Linked DNA regions of Mus musculus: region 2 is linked to region 1. Evidence: chromatin contacts called from public HiChIP or PLAC-seq data. All regions are on one chromosome and are shown on one strand. Each heading gives the region's core, a stretch centred on a gene start, on an enhancer-like site or on the middle of the called end of the contact. The rest is flanking DNA. Distances are from core to core; before and after follow the strand shown.

The links. HiChIP or PLAC-seq counts read pairs in DNA pulled down with a chosen protein or histone mark.
Region 2: an H3K27ac HiChIP or PLAC-seq map of extraembryonic endoderm stem cells shows a contact between it and region 1. The contact joins two enhancer-like sites. A contact is called at or near these places in 1 of 15 datasets of contacts at CTCF or cohesin (embryonic stem cells), 4 of 484 Hi-C or Micro-C datasets (the AML12 cell line, cortical neurons, embryonic stem cells and 1 more) and 5 of 115 datasets of contacts at active chromatin or transcription factors (embryonic stem cells, extraembryonic endoderm stem cells and trophoblast stem cells).

Annotation. Positions count from the first base shown.
Region 1 is chr10:14,458,043-14,465,018 of GRCm38.p6, forward strand. It overlaps Adgrg6 (adhesion G protein-coupled receptor G6), which reads right to left. Exons shown (of 25, transcript NM_001002268.3): 5 at 38-106. Among named protein-coding and RNA genes, the nearest start is that of Adgrg6, 84 kb to the right of the region's middle. RefSeq lists an enhancer at 5,622-6,520. Within about 2 kb of position 2,724, at least 16 of the 459 cell types and tissues checked have an H3K27ac peak or open chromatin away from gene starts, as enhancers often do. A contact at or near this core is called in extraembryonic endoderm stem cells, where this site is marked.
Region 2 is chr10:14,593,784-14,600,759 of GRCm38.p6, forward strand. No RefSeq gene overlaps it. Among named protein-coding and RNA genes, the nearest start is that of Adgrg6, 52 kb to the left of the region's middle. Within about 2 kb of position 3,333, at least 3 of the 459 cell types and tissues checked have an H3K27ac peak or open chromatin away from gene starts, as enhancers often do. A contact at or near this core is called in extraembryonic endoderm stem cells, where this site is marked.

The DNA.
Region 1 (6,976 bases), core at 1,474-3,973:
CAGGAAAAGGGGTTGAGGGATGATGTCGGCTCCCTACCTTGACAGAGAGTCCCCAGTTCTGAACAGTTTGTCAGCTCTGCTGCAGGAAGCTGGATCAGGTAGGAACCTTGATCGACACAGAAACATATGCAAATTTAGCTTGTGATTTGCTGATATAAACCAAAAGGAAAATATTGTCAATCATGTAATTGATAAAGCAGAAAAAGCCTTCAGAGAGTCTACTGCCACAACTGCACCCACAGGAAACTGTCTTTTATGGTGGCTGTGCCTGACTTTCCTTAAATGCAAAATTGAAGAATTCAAATTGCCCTCAAACTCTTGGGCTTCAGCCATATGTACCTGAAATAAAAAAGCATGATTATCCCTTAAAGTTTATGTAAAACATTTGGGGATTTTTTTGAATAATGAACTATGAAACTCAAGTAGCAATTCATGTAAATAAAATAATATGAACATTCAGGGTTCACTTCAAAACAGAACTTGGATATTTTGAATTACTCATGAAATGCTGATTTTTGCATATAAACACAATTATACAAACTCTAATTCCACAAGTGTCTTTCCAGGATTTCCAGTCAGTCTTGTTTTGTGTGATTTCAAGCTTTCTCTGATGCCTCCTCAACAGGAAATAGGCACTAAACTGATATTCTAATAGAAATATTAGATGCTCTTTGTGGCATTAAATCTTGCTGTCATGGTTATGGGCTAAACTTAGTGCAAATAATATGTCAGTTGAATAAAGACTCAAATATTTACATTATGCATACATACATATATAATACACCAATATATATATATATATATATATATATATATATATATATATATATATATACATATACATATAGTGGTGTAGAGTACTAGTGTAGTGGTGAATTCATTCTAATGTTTAAACATGTTCCCAACTTTCTCATGGGAATACTATTTGAAGACAAAGCGGGCGCGTGAGCTCACAGAGAATGTCTAATTAGGTAAGTGGCAGATACACAAGCAGAAAACATGTCAACAGTTTAATGGCATCTAGGAAGGTATGGTTTCCTCTTTCTCAGATGTCTCAGGCTCATGGAAAGGACTGTGGCACATCAGAAAAGGCCAACCCTACAGGCAGGTCTGTCATGTGACATTTACTGGCAAGAAACTACTTCATAGGTTCCTGCAACAAACACAGACACTGTATCTACAGTTTCTGAGTAATGGCGGGCAGAAAAATTCCTGCTGCCATGTCAACTGTCAGAGAGGCACCAGTGTAAGCTGACCTTTCTGTAACATATGCCTAATGTCTAGGGAAGGGCTTCAGTGCTGGTGGTGGCCCGCTGGAAGCCATGATGGAAGTTGGATGAGAAGAGTGAGCAGGAGATCAGCACTCAGGTACTGAGGTTGCGAGAGCGCCGAGGCAACTGGACAGGATTTCTGAAACATGTGCCTAGGAGGCACTGAAGAGGTCCCGGAATGTACACACTTGGCACCGCTGTAGTAATTACAGAAATGTGTGGGCATAGCCAGATGTATATCAGTGCAGCCTGTGGAAGACTGTCTAGTAGACAACAGCAGGACTGAGTCTTTCCCCTAGTGTGGAATCCCATACACGGTAGGAATGCACGCTCAAGCTTCGCTACACAAGTTACTGAATGCGTTATGAATGACAGCTAAGTGAACTCTTTTTTTAAAAAAAGCAATTGAAATAAATGGAGGGGCACCTGGTAAAACTATAGACTATCATTTGAAAAACAATTTTTTGATGTGGGGGCAGGGTACAAGAAGGCAAAAGAATATTAATTATTATTATTAATTATTAATTTATTATTATTATTCGGGCTTGACATCCTGAGTATCAAAAAGAGAGACAGAAATGAATGGGCACAAGAAATGGTGAAGACAGACTGTGTAAGATTTGGTGACGAATTGGAAAGAGGAAGAGAAAGGGAAGAGTAATTTGCAGGTTTCCAACTTGAGAAACTGGGCGTGATGACCTCATAAGTGGAGAAAGGAAATAGCGAGAGGGGAATTATCTTCTGTTGTGTCTGGCAAGGGAAGTCATTTGCCCGTTGGACATCTCTAATGCACACATGAGAAACTGTTTCTGTAAGGGCACCAGTCAACAAGAGATACTGAAGGGGTTGTGTTCTCCGGAGTATGGGTTTGAGAAGAGAATTGAATCAGACTTCAGCTATGGCCGCAGTTAAGTTTCCAGGGCAGAGATCTGGGGAGATAAAGACAGCCCCTTGTCAAGGTGGCTTCACAGAACTCTAGTAAAGAACATTGAATGGAGGGTGTGGTAGCAATGAGTGGAACTGAGAGGCTGAAGTGATAAAGACTGAAAAGACCTTTAACTGCGCCCTACTGGAACCAGGGTCAGTCTCGTGGGAACAATGAAACTCAGACTGCAGAGATTTGGAGAGTTAATGCCACAGGAGGAAGCATGCTTGTGCAAGGAAGCAGAGATAGGGAAGGGGGGTTGTGAAGACTGAAAACCTAAGCCAGAGTGTACCCTGGGAAAGGCGTGAGATGTGGCAAAATGGAGGGAGGCTGCAGAGAGGGAGAACCTTATCTTGGGAGCTTGCTGCCCGTTGCACATGGCCATTCTTTCCAGGACTTCAATTCTACAGGCCTTCATTCATGTTTTAGACAGGACTTCTAGAAAACTAAGGAGCCTATCAGACTCCAGTGACTCTAGGCTTTGTAACACAACACTGTGGAGAGCCTTGCATGAGGTTGCTGTAGTTCTCAGATTACACACAATGCTGGCAGTCCAGGGCTCCTTGGAGGCTTCAGAGCTGATACGGTATCTCTCCAAGACAAAGAAAGATAAGGGACAAGGTTGTGGGAAAAGAGTTCTTAGGCTAACTCCATGTCCACTGCAGTATGTCTGTCCAAGAGCTCAGAGGTGACAGGACGGAGAATGTCAGAAGAGCCATGATTTAAAACAAGATCTTGACCATTTTATCAGCTTCATTGTATACATTTCAATCTGGGGCTTCCTTTCGGCTAAAACTGTAAACATTCACTTCTGAATATTTTAATTAGTTGCTCTCTCTAGAGGAAGGCCAAGTTTATCAAATTGCTAGCATTGTATAAATACTGAATAGATACCATTGTATTATGGTCTCCTGGAGCAATAGAAATTACATTTGAATTATTTTAAGTGAAAATGGCACAAAAGCAAATGACCTAATTAATTAGAAGGAAATTACACTCTTTCGTTATAAATATGTGGGACTACATAAACAGATACATAGAACACTGCTGGGGTTTGCTGAAGTGCTGTTGTCATCTCAGCTGCCTGGGAGGTTAAAGAAGATGGAGCATGTGAGCCCAGGAGTTCAAGGCTAGTCTGGAGAACACAGCGAGACACCATCTCAGATAAATAAGGAAATATGCCTGCAACATACACAAACTTTTCATTTGATACTCAGCTGTACTTTCTTTGCCCAGTTTTCTAGGCTTACTATTGTGTTTTCTAAAAAGAAAATGAAGCCAGGGCTATGTTTGGTGGAGACTCGGTATGGTCTGGGGGAAGGGGGTGCCTCTGTGGGCCCATGCTGAGGCATCCCTTCCCCCTGAGGGACCAGCCATATAATGGTATAGCAGCATAGAATGGAGTTTATTTAGGGGAAGGGGATCAGGATTTGAGGAGGTAGTAGAGACAGAGAAAGGCCAAGAGGGGGTGGTTAGAGGAGTAGAGGCCACCATGGGGGGAGGGGGAGAGGGAAATGGGGAGAGACAGGGAAGAGGGTAAGGGAGCAAGAGCAAGAGAAGAGAGCAAAAGATTGAGGAGAGGGCAAGCAGCCCCTTTTATAGTGAGTCAGGCACACCTGGCTGTTCTTAGGTAACTGGTGGGAGCCTAGATGAGATGGCAACACTTACAGATTTACAAGTTGGAAGACTGAAAAAGAGAGAAACTCTCCTTTGGGATAATGACCTATCATTAATCAGCAGTACAGTATCTCAGTGTGTATTCTTGCTCTGGCCTTTGAGTCTACCCAAAAGTAGTTAAAGCTTGTTAGCTAACAGAAAAATTTAGAGTCACATGTTATGCGTTAAAGTAAAGAAATCTTGGAAATGGGAAGTTAGGACTGGGGATACAGCTCAGTGGGTAGAGTCCCTGCCTAGAACCCATGAAACCTTGAGTTCTAGTCCCACTAGTTTGGACAGGCATGGCTGCACACATCCTAGCACTTGGGAGGTGGGATAGGAGGATCACACCAAACTTATCATTGGTACCCAGGGAATTTCAGAGCAGCAACAGTCAGGGATCCTGTCTCAAAAGAGGAAACAGGCAGTTGGTTAAAAAACAAACAATCAAACAAACAATCCAACATTACAAAAAAAAAAAAAAACCCTCTAAGTCTTTGGGCTTCTACTCTTTCTACTCTCCTCCCAGCCACACTATTATTATACAGGGTGTGCTAAAATGGACTGATGTGTAGCCAGCAGTTTAGCACATATCCTCTTAGTAATTTTAATCATAGTTCAGTTAGTGGTAGAAAATCAGAAAGAAATGTTTTCCAAGTTTCTCTTTGTTCATGTTACTAAGATGAATTTTATAATTTCTCATAAGTCAATATACTAAATTATTTTATGATTTTTTATTTTACATTTTTCTTTTTTGTATTATGATGGATGTGTATATGTAGGTTTGTATGAGTATATTTACATGTAAATGGATGTGTACATGTATGTGGAGAACCTCAATTGCCTTCCATGTTATCTTTTGATGCAGACTCTCCGATTCAACATAGAACTCAATGATTTTACTACACAGCCTAGAAGTTAGTGTACCCCAGAGACCCTTCCCCTGACTGCCCACTGTTAGGATTACAGGTAAATAATTATAGTCTTTTTAGGTGGGTTCTATGATTCCAACTCAGGTCCTTTGACATTTCTCCAGTCCTATTTTATAACTGTTTTATTATTATTTTGTATATACAATTATTTCTGAAGATCACCTATGTTCTTCATGAATTTGAGCCCCCTCAAAGAGTAATGTGCTTGTCATGATAAAGCAATTATAATTTCAGTTAAAAATGATCTAATAATCTACCAATGGTGAACTCAGTAATTAGTTGTACATGAAACTAAGGACCAGTAATCGAATTTTAGAGCTCTGTAAGTCAGGATTATAGTGTATTATTTAGTTAATGATGAAAGGGTGGGAATTGGGGAGTTAGGGATCAGAAGCAGAAATTTAGAGATGAGAACTAAAGTCCATTGAAAAAATCCATAAATTTCTAGGAAAGAGTACTGACAGAATACTTACAACCATCTCTTATCTCTACATCCACAGTGACTAAGATAGGAAAGTGCCTACGAACTGCTGGATAAATACATGCAATTTGCTTGAACTCAGACTGTTCACTGAATTATACTATACCACTCCTCAGGAAAGAGCAGTAATCAGTTGAATAAATAAAACCAGCAGAGAGAGCACTGTCTGTTCTCTGTGAAAAGCAAAGGGCAGTCTCCAGTGTCTACCCCGTAATCATAACACGCAGATACTTGTACCTATAATTAAAGGGTCAGAAAAGGAAATGGCCTGTGCCTGAAGGTCATAAAACTGGGTATATGTGAAAACTGTTCTAGGAAAAATAAAGATGTCTAAGGTTTCAAAAGAACTATTGATAATGCAACGCTTGCATCACAAAAGAACAGACAAGATTGACTGATTTAAAAAAAAAAGACAAACCAGCTTTAAAAAATTAAATTCAGAGACAGTCCAAAAATACTTAGAAAAGTATAGGAAAGCAAAAATAGCATGATGATAAAACTGTTGAAACAGTTATTGAGGACATTAGTTTTATATTTAATGTGTGACAGATGACAGCGCAGTTATATACTCAATGTGATCTGTCTCAGCCCCTTACTTTCTCTTTTTGTAATTTATCCAGCAACACACAGATGGAAAACATATTCTTTTTCTACCACAAGTGGATACTAGAATAGTCAATACTTGGCAGACTTTGCCAGTCTTCTGGAATGTAAGGAATGAGACTGCACTTTCCCATTGGTTACTGTACTCACTGAAAGCTTAGGGAATTATGTTGACCCTTAAACAGCAATCACAATGTTTTCTGGGGGGAAAAAAAGGAGGTTAAAATGTTAACAGAACACCCTTTATTTTTCTTGATTACTGAAGTTTTGCTTAACCAACAAGGCCAAGATACAATCTGATACAGGTATTTCCTGTCCGTTAATAAGTGACTTAGATTTTTCAGCCTGGGGTTGATGATTAAGCAGCAGGCATTTCCTTCTGCCATCAATCCTCCTGACAGGCACAGTAGTAAGACATCTGGGTAAAAGAAAAAAAAAAAAGACATCTGGATGCACACAGCTGGAGGTTGGGGGTAGTGTCACCATGGGATGTTGCGATAGCTGCTATAAAGTTAATGAGAATCGACTGCATTGAGTCTGTAAGAGTGTGCTGTCTTATGATGACATCATTTTGTGGACTTACTTTGTAGATGACTAAGATATGTGAGCACTCATTTGATAAGTTCCAATAATCTTCGGGCTTTAGGATGAGGTGGTGTTTTAACCCAGAGGCAGTGTTTAAGAAAATAGAAGGAACGCATGGTCTCACTTATGTGTGGAATCCCAAGAAGTTGAAATCATAGAAATAAAGTACAATTGTGATTCACATGGCCTTGAGGGCAGAAGGTGGGTCAAAGGGACTAGAGATTATCAACCAAAGGGTACAATTCTAGGTGTAATGAGATTAGAGAATCTACTATACTGCATAACAGTTGCAGTTAAAAATGATGTAGTATGGGCTTGAATTTGCCCAGAAAGGACTAACAGTGTAACCAGTACCCGTGTTCTTTTCCTTGAATGCAAAACACTAAAAGAGAATTGATAAAGATTTAGATTTTTCTCACTATAAATATATGACTAAGTAGGATGTACTAGCTTGAATTAGTCACTTCACAATTTATACCTACACAACATGCAGTTTTGTCAATTAAATAGTATTAACTAATTA
Region 2 (6,976 bases), core at 2,083-4,582, 140 kb after region 1:
GCATGGAGACACTTCATAACATGTACATATTCACAGGTTCTAGTCATGTTAAAACACTACTGATGGTAATTCCATTAGAGAGGATGCTATGGGACTGAATGTTTTGAGAACTGTTAAATGAAGAAAATAATAAAATACATGACTCACTGTCAGGTAAAACAGTGCCTCTAAAATATGTCCATATCACATTGTAGAAAAGGAGAATTTTTCCTGACGTGTCCCAGTCTTGGCTATGAGGAATATTGTATCAGGAACCCTTAATGGGTTGATGAATCACAAAGCAAATGAGAGCGACTAACTCAATTCCTCACTGGAAATAAATGCTAAAACAACACCAATTGTATAATACACAGCCAAAAATTGCTTGAGACAAATAAACTATACATTTAAAAACATAAGGAAGATGTGAATGTAGGAGAGAGATATACAGGGATAAGGAAGAGTTGATAGGGGTTGGAGGGAGATAACAAAAGATGTGGTTAATCATACAGGTTCAAACCATACAAAATCCCAGCCAGAGAAGGGAAAGTGGAGACACTAAGACCCATCCCTAACCAAGAAGTTACTGGCAGTTGATGCCCGCTGAGAAAGGAAAAATCAGCGTTTTTCGGTGGAGTCAGCAGGTAAATCACTTACGTTCCAGAGGTCAGTGGAATGCAATTCCGCATGTCAGGAGTAGTTGGCCAACACAAAACATCCTGCAAGCTTTATTGTGCACTTTTCTAAATTTTTTTTCTTTTATTTGGAATTTGTTTGTTTTAACCTTTTTTTTTGAGAGAGAGAGATAACAAAGTTGGGTGGGTAGGGAGGTAGGAAGATCTGGGAGGAGTTGGAGTGGAAGGTATGGGTGAGAGTAACCATTATATAAGTGTGTATGGAATTATCAAAGAACAAAATTGATTAATAAAAGGTAAATATAATAATAAAATATTTAATACAGGCACAAAAGGAGTGAGTGGAGGAATTTAGAAATTACTTCACAGAAAAGGTAAGCCATAAAATCAGGTGGTTTAAAAAGGGAGTGTGTACTGTTTAATAATTTCTAGGGTGTACTATAAACTCACAATGCTACAACATGTCCTCAGTGCTGTGGTAACTTCTCTTGGTCTATCATTACACATAAGCTTATTCCTAAAATACAAGGTGAAAGTCAGCTGCAGGGGAACCAAGCCTGTCTGTACCACTTACCTCCCAGAAAAACAGGCAAAGTAGGAGGAATGGAGAGTTAAGGCTATGACTTACCTCATATCCATCAGGATCACTTGGCAGGAGTACCTCTAACTATAATGAAAGTCATGAGTTTCAAAGACATATCTAATCTATGTGGACACCAGGATATGAGCCATTCACTTTGTACATAAAATTTGTGTTGGCTACTCTTGGTTGTCAGTTTGACTATACCTGGAATTAACTAAAACCCAAATGACTTGGCACATTTGTGACGGAGATTTTCTTAATTAAATCATTTGAATTGGGAAGACCCACTTCTTTTTTTCCTCCTCTTATTGGATATTTTCTTTATTTACATTTCAAATGTTATACCTTTTCCAGGGCTCCCCTCCCCCTGCCTCTATGAGGGTGGTTCTCCCACTTCCGATTTCCAGCTCTAGCATTCCCCTACACTGGGGCATCAAACACCCTCAGGCCCAAGGGCCATTCCTCCCACTGATGTCCAACAAGGCCATCCTCTGCCACATATGCGACCAGAGCCATGGGTCCCTCCATGTGTACTGTTAGGTTGGTGGTCCAGTCCCTGGGAGCTCCAGGGGGTCTGGTCACTTGACACTGTTGCTCCCCCTATAGGTGTAAACCCACCCCCCCACCCCCGCTCCTTCGGTCCCTTCTCCAACTCCTCCATTGGGGACACTGTGCTAGGTCCAATGGTTGTCTGTGAGCATCCACCTCTGTATTTGCCAGTCTCTGACAGAGCCTTTCAGGACACAGGCATATCAGGCTCATGTCAGCAAGCACTTCCCAGCATCTGAAATAGCCTTCTGGTTTGGCGACTGTATATGGGAGGGATCCCCAGGTGGGGCAGTCTCTGGATGGCCTTTTCCTCAGTCTCTGCTCCACACTTTGTCTCCATATTTCCTCCTGTGAATATTTTGTTCCCCCTTCTAAGAAGTACTGAAGCATCCACACTTTGGGGAAGACCCACTTCTAATCCAGATCTTTGAGGTGGGAAGATAAACCTATAATCCGATCTTTTGATGTAGGAAGGTCCATTTTTCCTCTGGGCTGCACCTTCTACTGGCAGACTATATAAAAGACATGGAAGAAGGAAGCTTTCTCTTTCTCTCTTAGTCTGCTTGCTCTCACCCTCACTAGCAAGCCCATACCTTCACTGATATAGAGTCTACCACTTTAGGATTCAAATATATACTGAAGACCAGCTGAGACACACGGACCTGACTGAACAATTTTTGTATTCTCAGATCTTTCATTCATAGGCAACCATTGTTGGATTACCTGGACCAGAGCCTGTAAGCCATTCTATCAAATCCTGTATTAATAAAGAGAGATACCAAGTACTGTTACTCTAGAGAACCCTGACTAATATAAAACTCAATACCAACATCAAAAGTCCACAGTGGATCGTTTGAATTGTCTGACCAGAAGCCAAAGCAATCATTTAGAAGTTCTTCATGTGATTCTAGTGCTCAGAAAGATATGAAAATCACTACATAGACAAACCAATAAAGTACTAAAAAAGTAACAAATGTATTAGATCCTGACTTTACCAAGTACAGGAAATGGGGTAAGAGCCTTGAGTCCAGATTCATAACTGCTCTGCGTAGCTTGGCCCCTCAGTCTTTTCCTGTAATAGTCCCTCCTCAATACTGCAGCATGCTGTTGATATATTACCATTTCTTATGTGTGCCAAGACAAGGAAAGGTCTGGGAGGCACAGGGTAAATATGAACAGAGTCTTGTTTCCAAAGAGCTCTAGAACATTTCCATTTGTTACCAAGACAAAGATAGAAACACTAAAGGAACATTTATAAATTCTTCCCCTATTGGCAGACATGGAAATGGGCCTCACAGATCTTGCTGCTGGGAAGTTTGTGCACCTCCCCCGCCCCATGCATCTACCCCATAGTTCACTCAAAGACACACTTTCCATGCCTGAACACCATGAAGCGTCCACAGTCAGAGTGACTTAGCTTCATGAAGGATAACTTTGTCTCAACGACTCAGGACTCAGAGAACTACATGCCTTGCCAAGAGCCTCTGTCCATACAGGCCTCCTTCACAGGGGTCAGCCCTGTCTAATAACCTGTGGGCTTCTTCCCCGTTGGACCTTCCATGTACTCTGTGAAACACTTCCCCCATCCTCTCTTGTACTTTCTGCTGTTCACAGATCTAAAACTAACATTCCTGTCATCCCAGAACCAGTATGTCACATACTGTCATTGTTTCCTTGGAAGATAGAAAAGGACTGGCTTTTAAAGATAAGATAAGAAATGAAAGTTGCTGGAGAAGGTGAAGTTGGAGTGAAGGTAGGGGGATTTTTGTTTTTGATCAATAATTATTCAATGGTTATTTGAAAGTAAATAATATCTACTTTAATTGCACTACTCAGAGAAAAACGATCAGGACAGTTCGTGCTCTGCTGTGCTCCTACGTTTTCTCCTTTACTTTAAACCGGGGCAGGGAATCCAGCATGCATCATGCATGTTATTTCATTCACAATAAATACATCCTCAGTTTGTTTCGTAAGGAATCAAAGGATAGGAAATGAATGAGTGTACAGGCTGGCGTTCAGCATTAACATTTTGCTTATATTCGCTTCAGATTTCTAAATTAGTATTTCCCTCTTTCTGGTCATTCCATGACATGAGAGTCTCTACGTAGAATGTTTGCATATTTCGTACAGGTTTTCCAGCTGTGTGAAGTGGCAAATAGAAATTACATATATTTAGTGTATAATGTGATGGATGCTTTGATATATGTATTCATTGCCAAGTAACTTCTTTAGTGAAGTTGCTAACACACCCATCAACTCATGAATTTACCTTGTATGGTGAGAAAAAAAAGAGATGTACTTAGCAAATCAAACTTACAATGAGTAGTATATTGTCATTAATTGTAATTGCTATTGTTGCACATTCGAGATGGAGAACTCTTTGACCAACCTTTGTGCTCTTTGACGGGCATCTCATTTCCTCCTAGCTCCTGACTGGTGGCACACCTTCTTACTCTGTTTTTCAAGGAGCCTGAGCCTTTTAGGCTCTATGTCGTGATGGTGCAGTCCAGTCTTTGATGATTGCCTTGTTTTACTTACCATAGTGTCCTCCGGGGTCCTCCGGGGTTTTCCATATTATGCCAGTAACAAGATTTCTCTTCTTTTTTGGTTAACACTATTCCATTGTATTACATTACATAACAGTAGAGTGTGTGTATACATGGAAACAAGTATTCGTCCTCACTCATACACACACGTTTCTGTATTCAGACCATTCACCTGTCATTGGCATCTAAGTGATTCTGTAGTTTGGTGATTGTGAGCAATGCTTCCATGTCCATGAGAGTGCAGATATCTCCTTGATGTAAGGATTCTATTTTCTTTAGCTACATGCCCAGCAGCTGGATTGCTGGCAGTTAGGGCACTTATGGGTCTCCATATACATGCTCATATGAATACATTTTTGTCTTATTGGTTTTTTTTTTTTTACTTTTAATTTAAAAGTGCTAAGTAAGGGGTGGTGTGCTAAATGCACTTTGCAAGCTGAACTTTCCTTTAGTTTTATATTATGAGATTTACTTATGTGGGTATAGGTGTAATGGCCACATGAATTATATTGAATGAAAAAATAAAAACTCATACATTTGTTTCAGTACTGAGTTTTCTCTTATTTTGAACACTGCAAACGGTGCTACAAATACCCTTAAGCTGCTTCCTTGTGTGAATGTAAAAGAGCAGAAGTAGCATGCAATGTGAAATAAGCATCTTTACTTTTCCTTTCTAGATGTCTCTGTGAACTGAAACCCTGCTGCCTGTGCTAGAGCTGCAACTCTTCATTCTGTCCTTCTGGTACTTGTCAGTTTATAACACACAGCAGAGGGAACTGCCAAAGCTGCTTGCTTCACTGGGATTTTGAAGAGCTTTGCTGATATATTATTTCAACCAAAAGTTAAATTTCCAGGCACAGTTTGCTTCTATGTTAGACTTTATAGTCTATTATTACCAATGGATAGTCCAGGGGATCCCAGGTAGGTAGGAAATGAATTCATAAATAAAACAAAAACAAAAGAAAAGTCCCAGAACAAGCAAACAACAACAAAACCCTGCCAAGTAACCAAAGGTGTTTTGAGAAATAGGAACAAGGCTGAAGGCATCATAGTATCCTACTTTAAAATATTCTACAAGTTTATAGTGGAGATGCACTATGTTATGAGCATAAACAATGGGCACATGGACCAGTGGGAAAAAATAAAGAGCCTAGAAACAAACTGACACATTGATAGTCAAACACTCACGGGGAGGAGGGATACAAACAGGGAGTGGGAAAACTCTGTGTAGAACACAGAGGTATTCATTTGGGTCCTTATCTTACAAGGTAAAATCAACTCAAACTGATCACAGAGGTAAACGTAGGGTTTCAAACTCTAAAGGTACTAGAGGAAAAGGTGAAGGAACCTTCATGTCCCCAGTGTGAACTGACTCCTTTCCTGTCCTGGCTCTTTTCCTCTCTGTCTCTGTCTCTGTCTCTGTCTCTGTCTCTGTCTCTGTCTCTGTCTCTGTCTCTGTCTCTCTGTCTCTCTGTGTCTCTCTCTCTCTCTGTTTAATGTAGGATCCCCAAAGCATGGATAATAGAAGTTAAAAATAGAGAAATGAGGACTGTATTATATTTAAAGTCTTCTACATAGCCAAGGAAACAATCAATGGAGTAAAAAGAAAAGATATGGCATGGAAAAACACCTGCAGATGATACTTCTGATTATAACTGCTATCTAAAAACATATAAATAGCCCCAGTGGCTCAGTCTTAAGGAAATAAACAACCTATTGAAGTCCATTAAAGCTGCTGGTATGTTTAGTATGTGCCAGGCCCTGGGCTCAAATTTTAAAGGGGAGATGCACATGAAAAAAATGATCAACATCAGTAATCACTGGAGGAATACGCATCGTGATAAGACAAGCCAATCAGAATGAGTGTTATTAATAATGCTCTGTACAGCTTTGAAGAGGATGTGGAGGACTGGTACTTTGTATCCTGATGGTGTTAATTCCACAGTACAGTCATGAAAAACATTACATAGTTCCTCAGAAACCCCCAGTTAGAACTAATGTAGGTTCCTGTGTGAGCTTTATGTAAGTCTTTCACCCACTCTTAGCTGCAGTCATCAATAGTTAACTAATCTCTGATTTCTGCCCATACAGTATATTTATGGCAAGCAATTTTCACATTATACTCAGCTCTGCAGCGCATCTACCTTGCTGGGATGGCTATTTGGAAGAAAACTGGGTGAGAGTAGGCTCCGTTTTTAAGCCCAGTGTATCTTGCCAGATTGCCTTCCGAGAAGTGGTAGACTCACACTTGCACTGAAAATAACTGAAAATAACTTTTCCCTCCATCCAGCCAAGTGTCTAGGAGTTACGACTCATTGTTAAATTTTACTAGCCTGATGGATACAAAGCACCTCTGGCTTTTTGGGCATACTTTTTCAAATGATTACCTTTCTGAATCTTTCTTTCCCATTTAGACAGTTTTCTATGATTTTTCTTTCACCTGTACTATGGTGTTGGGAATGCTGGTAGGTTCTGTGTTATTTTCTTGTTAGTTTAAAAAGCAATTTGTTTGGCATAACGTGAACTCTTTACAATCCACACTGCAGGTATCCCCTAGCATCATTAGCTTTTCCGCTTTAAAATACTTTGGCATGTGACAGTGTTCACACTTGAAATTGTCCAACATGTGAGTTTCCAGTGTGGAGTAAGATTAGTCTAGGTTTCAGTTGTTACTCCGAAACAGT